2 separate regions of the Mus musculus genome follow, and region 2 is linked to region 1. A link is a contact called in public Micro-C data. All regions are on one chromosome and are shown on one strand. The core of a region is the stretch at or near the end of the contact, and the rest is flanking DNA. Distances in the headings are between cores, read along the strand shown. Region 1 holds the start of Calm1 (calmodulin 1). Region 2 holds the start of Cpsf2 (cleavage and polyadenylation specific factor 2).

Region 1 (3,034 bases), core at 410-2,909:
GAGAAACCAGCTCACCAAGGAGAGGAGTTCCACCTCCTCGGGAAAATTCTCTGACTAGAGGCCTGTCAAGTGCATCTACCTTCGGGACAACGACTCCCCCACCTCAACCCCAAGTCATTCTGGCTTTGGGTCAAAGGCGTTCCAGAACCTGCCGAGAACGACCTAGCCACCTTGCCAGGGCTGAAGGTGCTGCTGGTGATGTCAGCTCTGCCTGGCGAGGGAGAAGGGGGCTACGGCACACGCACACGGCCAACCACATATTCGCATCTGGCAATCCAGAGGCGGCAGAGAAAGCGGAAACGTACAGATGGGCATCTCCCTGCCGCCCAGGGAGCAGCGAGAGACAAGGGGCATGCCGGGCGAGGGGCCGCACTAGGGTGAAGACCCAAAGGGGCCCCAGGACCGTGGTGCTGCCTATCTCCAGCACCTCCCACCGCTCCTGCTCCCCCAGGCACTGAGCCTGCCGCCGCCTCCTCCCCAGCAGAAACTTTGCGTCTCTAATGGAAACCGAGGAGCGCGCCAACTCTCTCCTCCCCCGCCCTGCCGCCCCAATTAGCGCGAGCCGAGCACCTCCCGCGGGAAGGGGCCTCCCCGCGGACACGAGCGATCGCGCCCGTCTCGCGCGGCACCGGGAGGGGGACCGAGGTCGCACGGCCCAGCCACGCGCGCGGCCACCCTGCGGGGCCCCGCCCGGGCGCAGGGCGGCCGCTTCCGCCCTCTCCGCCCCCCAGCCTTCGCCTTCCTGCCCCCAACCCCACCCTTCCCCGGCTCCTTCCTTCCCAGCTCACGCCCGCGCCGCGCCCCCCGGGAGGAAGGAGGGGACCGCAAGCGAGGGGGGACTCCCGACTGGGCTGGTCAGGGGGTCTGAAGGTGGCTGAGGACACCCCGAGGCCGCGGTCCAAGCCCTGTACGTCTCCCGGCTCGCCGCGACCCATTCATTCTCCGCGGTCGGGGACTGACTACCGGGACGTCGCGGCCTGCCCCGCCCGGCTCCCCCGCCCCGCTGGCCCCGGCCGAGGCGCTGCGCTGCAGGCAGCCCGGGTGCGGCGCGTTGGATGCAGTGGGTGCGGGGCTGGCGGAGGGGGTGGATGCGGAAGGCCCCGGTGCAGCTGTGGCAGCGGCTCCAGCCCGCGCACAGCCCACTGTAGAGTCCAGCCCCAGAGGCGCCCAAAACTCAGAGGAGGTTCTCTGGCAGCCAGAGCGGAGATGCAAACCCGAAAATACATCCCCTTTCACTGCAGCTGCTGCGTAACACCTGGCAAAATGGGGTAGGGGGTAACCTCAACCAGGAAAAGGGGGAGACCCCAAGACTCAACTACAAATCTGTTCAGAAAGCTCGGGCAGCTGCTACGTCTGCCACTGCCGATCCCAACCTACCATGGTGCGAGCGAAGGAAGGAAGAACGGAGCAGGCGAGGGTGGCTGCACCAGCGCAGGGGCTGTGACCGCCGAGGTGCCTCCGCTTCTGCTGCTGCTAACGCGCTACCTGCGTTGTGCGCTGAGCCTCAGCCGCCGCCCGACTTCGAGTAACGGCACCACGGACACGAGACTCCCAGCACCACTGCCGTAGCGCGAGCCTGTGTGCCGCGATATATATACGGTGCGCGGTATCCCTCCGCCGCGGCAGTACCGCCTCGCGCAGGGCGGCGCTGCGGCAGCCGGACCTCACCGCAAGGCTCCGCCCCCCAGGCGCGCCCGGCGCGGCGGGCCCATTACGCGGGCAGGGGTCACTGGGGAGTCGGAGACCTGAGCGAGGGTGCTGGTCTGTTGCTGCAAGAGTCCTCTAGAGCTGGAATGCCTGCGTAGCGAAATCTGGGGGGCCGTCCCGGGCTTCCAGGCGCGTGTCCGTCACTCAGCCCCACTTCACCTGTGTGTCCCCCCTCCCACCACTCCTGGTGGCTTCGAGGTTGCAGAGCCACCAATCCTGGGTCCCCCACAGGGGAGGACCTGGAGGAGATCTAGGGGCTGAGGACAGCCGCGGGGAGGCGGAATCCAACCTTAGCTGTAGAGGCGAGAGGACTGTGTTGAGGACACGGTGGTTGGCCTTGGGGAAGAAATTGGTCAGATAATGTTACTTTTCTCATTTTGGAGAACTGTCCGAGGCACAGTTAGAAGCTCAGTTGCTAGGTCTGTGTGGTGTTGACACGCTCAACCAGTCTAGTTTTCGTGTTTTTACATACCTACTAAAATTTTAAAGATGCTTGAAGAGTTGTCCCTTGCTAGGTTTGTTCCTTATTTCCTGTGGCAAATTCTATTAGGCCTGCTTCCAAAATTAACGTAGTGAGCGGCTTATGTCGCCCTCAGAGCCCACGCTTTTGAGTTTTTCCTAATTGTCCTGGTCCTGGAAATTCATAAATTGATATATACAAAGAAGGGGAAAGATACACAGGATCACTCTGATTACAGCTGGAACTTGTGCAGCCAATTGATTCTAGTAGGGTGCTCCACTATCTTAATTACAATCTTAATTATAGTCCTTAAATAATGTTTTAACCTTTAAATTTACTATTCTTTGTTCTTCTGTAAACTAGGGTGGGGGTGGGGACAGGGACGACCAAAAACTGTTTCAGGTCTTAGTTTGGAGCCTGGAACTTAAAAGAAGAAGAAGAAAATCTTAACAAAATGCTGCAGTTTCGTTTCTTGCCAAGACAAAGCGCAGAATTTGATCTTTTGTTTGCAAGGCCAGGACAAGCTGCAGGTTGTTTCTTCTTTCAGAAATTGTGGCAAAATGTGTGATTAGCATGCTCCTCTCTGGAAAGACTAGTTACCTTTCTTTTCTGGCTTTGTCAAAGTTTGCAGATAGGTGTTTTAAAAGATTCAAAAATGTCCCTGAACATTGCAAACGCCAGAGGACTTCTTAGGATCACCTCAGACAGTATGTCAGCAGCTGTGGGACTGCGCTTCAATTTGTTCTTCCTAGAATGCTACAGAAAGGGTTAACCTGCTGTTTAAGGAGAAGCTGTAGCAGGCAGCCCCCCCCCCCCAAGGGTACTGCTGGCCCTCTTGCAAATGGTTTAAAAACCATTCACAGTCAG
Region 2 (2,711 bases), core at 124-2,623, 1.8 Mb before region 1:
CTGACTAAATGCAAGACAAGCTCCAAGACCACTCACAAGCCGACCTAATCTGCACCTTCAGTCTGCACCAACCACTCTTCCAGTTTTTGATTTGTTAAAAATCTCCCCAACAGTGCTCAGCCTTCTCAAGTTTTTAATCCCTCTTCTGCACCCAGGAATAACTTTGTTCTCCCAGGCTTAGCAAATTCCTCTTGATCTGGCTCAGGTGCAAGCTTTTCATTGTCCCCAGGTAAAGCTTCATTACTTAGCACAAAGGAGGCAGGAGGAGTGTTTGCCAAGGGATGATGATTGTGTCCAAAAGCGATCATCTTTGCATCTCCCAAACCAAGCACAGTGCTCGAAGCAATAGAAATAAATGTGCTGAACGCACTGAACCCACCATATCGGGAATTCCCCCAGGGCAGTGACTTCGACTACCTCTGCTTCATCTCGAATATATACCAGATACTTGCTTTCTCAAGAATGATCGTTCACGCTGAGGTCAACTAATGAGAAATACGCAAAGACGGATCTGGACTAGTCCTGGGGCTCACAGTGGGAGAAGTCTCTCTTTAATCGTTCAGGTAAAGAAAGGCTTTGAAAGGGGCAAAGGAATCGTAAAATTAAAGGGTAGAAAAGTAGGCATAGATGATGCTTAAGTTCTCCTTGTCACAGGGGCCAGAGTACTGGGGCTGGATATGGCCTGACTTCTGGTTTCCTGAAAAGTACGTAAGCAAGGAAACTAGGAATGGGATCTTGGGAAACGTGGTGATTGTGGTAGCGCCGAGAGAAGTTAATTCTATCAAGGCGTGGCATGAGCCTCTCAAGGGTCTTTGGAATTAAGGAGCTACGAAGGCACCTGCTGGCCTCGTGTTCTCTGAGCCCAAGATGGGAAAGGCAGAGATGGGGAGGCTTGGGGAGTACGGCGGTACAAGGGGAAAGAGCCCAGGCTGGACGCGGATTAACTTTTAGCTCCAGCTGATGAAAGCTCAGAGGAACTAGACAGGAGGGAGGGCAAGGAGGAAGCATAGGCGCGCCCCAACACCCCGAGGTTTCAGCCCGGGGAAAAGTCACTTCTCTTCCCCCTTGCGGAACGCTTGTTCCAGGAACCACGGAGACTGTCACAACCGAAACCGCGGGAGCGCGTCCGGGCGACACCGGGCCGACGCGGGAACCCATCCCCTTGAGGGCCTCCTCCCAACCCGAAGGCTCCTTTCCGTCTCCCGTCCTCACCTGCCAGGCCAATCTCCCCCCGGCACCGTCCGCCGCCCTTCCCAACCCCTAGTGGAACGCAGGTCGGAGAGCGAGCAGAGCTAGCGCGCGCTCAGCGGCGGAGAGCAGCCGGCAGGAGCCCCTGTGTGGTGGCCGCCATCTTGGGCCTGAGCAGAGCGGCTGAGGCGGGGACGACCCGGGCGACACCATCTGTAGGGGTGGTGACGAACCGGGTCAGGGAAGAGGACAGCGCAAAAGCTCGCAAACCTTGTCAGCCTGGATCCACGTCTTATTCAAAACGTGTCGCGATCATTCACAGCTTAAGATGTACGGGATTCGCGCGTGAGAAGGGAGAGAGAAGCGCCGGTTTGCCGACGCCACCCCCTCTCATCAGGGCTGGCGCGGCGAGTGGCAGCTCCTTAGGTCACGGCTTCCGCCGGCGCCAGTGGCCTAGCTCCCTGCGGCTGTCCTTGGTCGCCTTGTCACCAGGCTGAAGGTGGGTCTGGGGACCCCGGCGCCACCCGTGGTGGTGATGCGGGCGGGAGGGTTCTGGGGAACGCTCGCATGGAGGGGAAACAGGGTCGCCTTCGGTGACCCCTGCGCGCTGCCCGCCCCACGCCTTTTACAAAGACTGCTCTGGGGACGATCTGATGGCCTGGCTCTCGGGGGACTCGGAAGGGTTCTCAAGGATCCGACTCTTGAGCCCACAATAGGGAATGCAGCTCCTATCCAGAAGCGGGGCGCGGTCGCCCAGGCGTCTGTCTCCTCGTCCAACTCTCCTGATTGTGAAACCCGCACGTAGCCATTTGCCTTTTAAAAACAAGGCTTTCTGCTTGGTTTCCAGTCCGTGTTATGATCTCAACGGTTTCGGTTTTGCTCCATCCATTCCATATCTTAGGTGACACTTTGTAATAATTATAAAGAACTGTGGGGTCCAGTCCAACACAAGGTATTATCTCTTAAAAAGTCTACATGTGCCTGCAGTGGTGGTGGCGCATGCCTTTAATCCCAGCACTTGGAAAGCAGAGGCAGGTGGATTTCTGAGTTCAAGGCCAGGCTGGTCTACAGAGTGAGTTCCAGGGCAGCCAGGGCTTTAAAGAGAACCCCTGTCTTGAAAAACAAAACAACAAAAAAAGTCTACATGTTTCCAGCATGAATCCAGATAGAAGACTCAGCAAAATAAGACTCACAGCAGTGTCTGTTATTCTTGAAAAGGGAAAGAAACTTTAATCCCAGCACTTGGAAAGCAGAGGCAGGTGGTATTTAAGGGAAATACCTTGTGTTAGAGAAAAATATTAAGAAATATGTGGGATGTGGGGTTAGTTGTTTTTTGTTTTTAAAAAGTCTCACACACACACACATGGAGAGAGAGAGAGAGAGAGAGAGAGAGAGAGAGAGAGAGAGAGAGAGAGGCTCTGCAAAGAAGAAAAGAGAGGAGGAGTTATTTAACTGTTTACCTCCGTACACAGGAGAGAGAGTAGAACAAAAGAGCTTAAGCCTGATCAGGATACAGATTGTCT

What was found. Hi-C and Micro-C count contacts between places; a contact is called where the count stands out from the background.
Region 2: a Micro-C map of the G1E-ER4 cell line shows a contact between it and region 1. The contact joins the promoter of Cpsf2 here to the promoter of Calm1 in region 1. A contact is called at or near these places in 2 of 484 Hi-C or Micro-C datasets (the G1E-ER4 cell line and regulatory T cells) and 1 of 9 other capture datasets (liver).

The regions. Positions count from the first base shown.
Region 1 is chr12:100,198,060-100,201,093 of GRCm38.p6, reverse strand. Calm1 (calmodulin 1) reads right to left here and starts at 1,659. Exons shown (of 6, transcript NM_009790.5): 1 at 1,378-1,659. The coding sequence starts at 1,380.
Region 2 is chr12:101,974,636-101,977,346 of GRCm38.p6, reverse strand. It overlaps Cpsf2 (cleavage and polyadenylation specific factor 2), which reads right to left and starts at 1,373. Exons shown (of 15, transcript NM_016856.3): 1 at 1,213-1,373. It overlaps Ndufb1 (NADH:ubiquinone oxidoreductase subunit B1), which reads left to right and starts at 1,609. Exons shown (of 3, transcript NM_001378525.1): 1 at 1,609-1,687.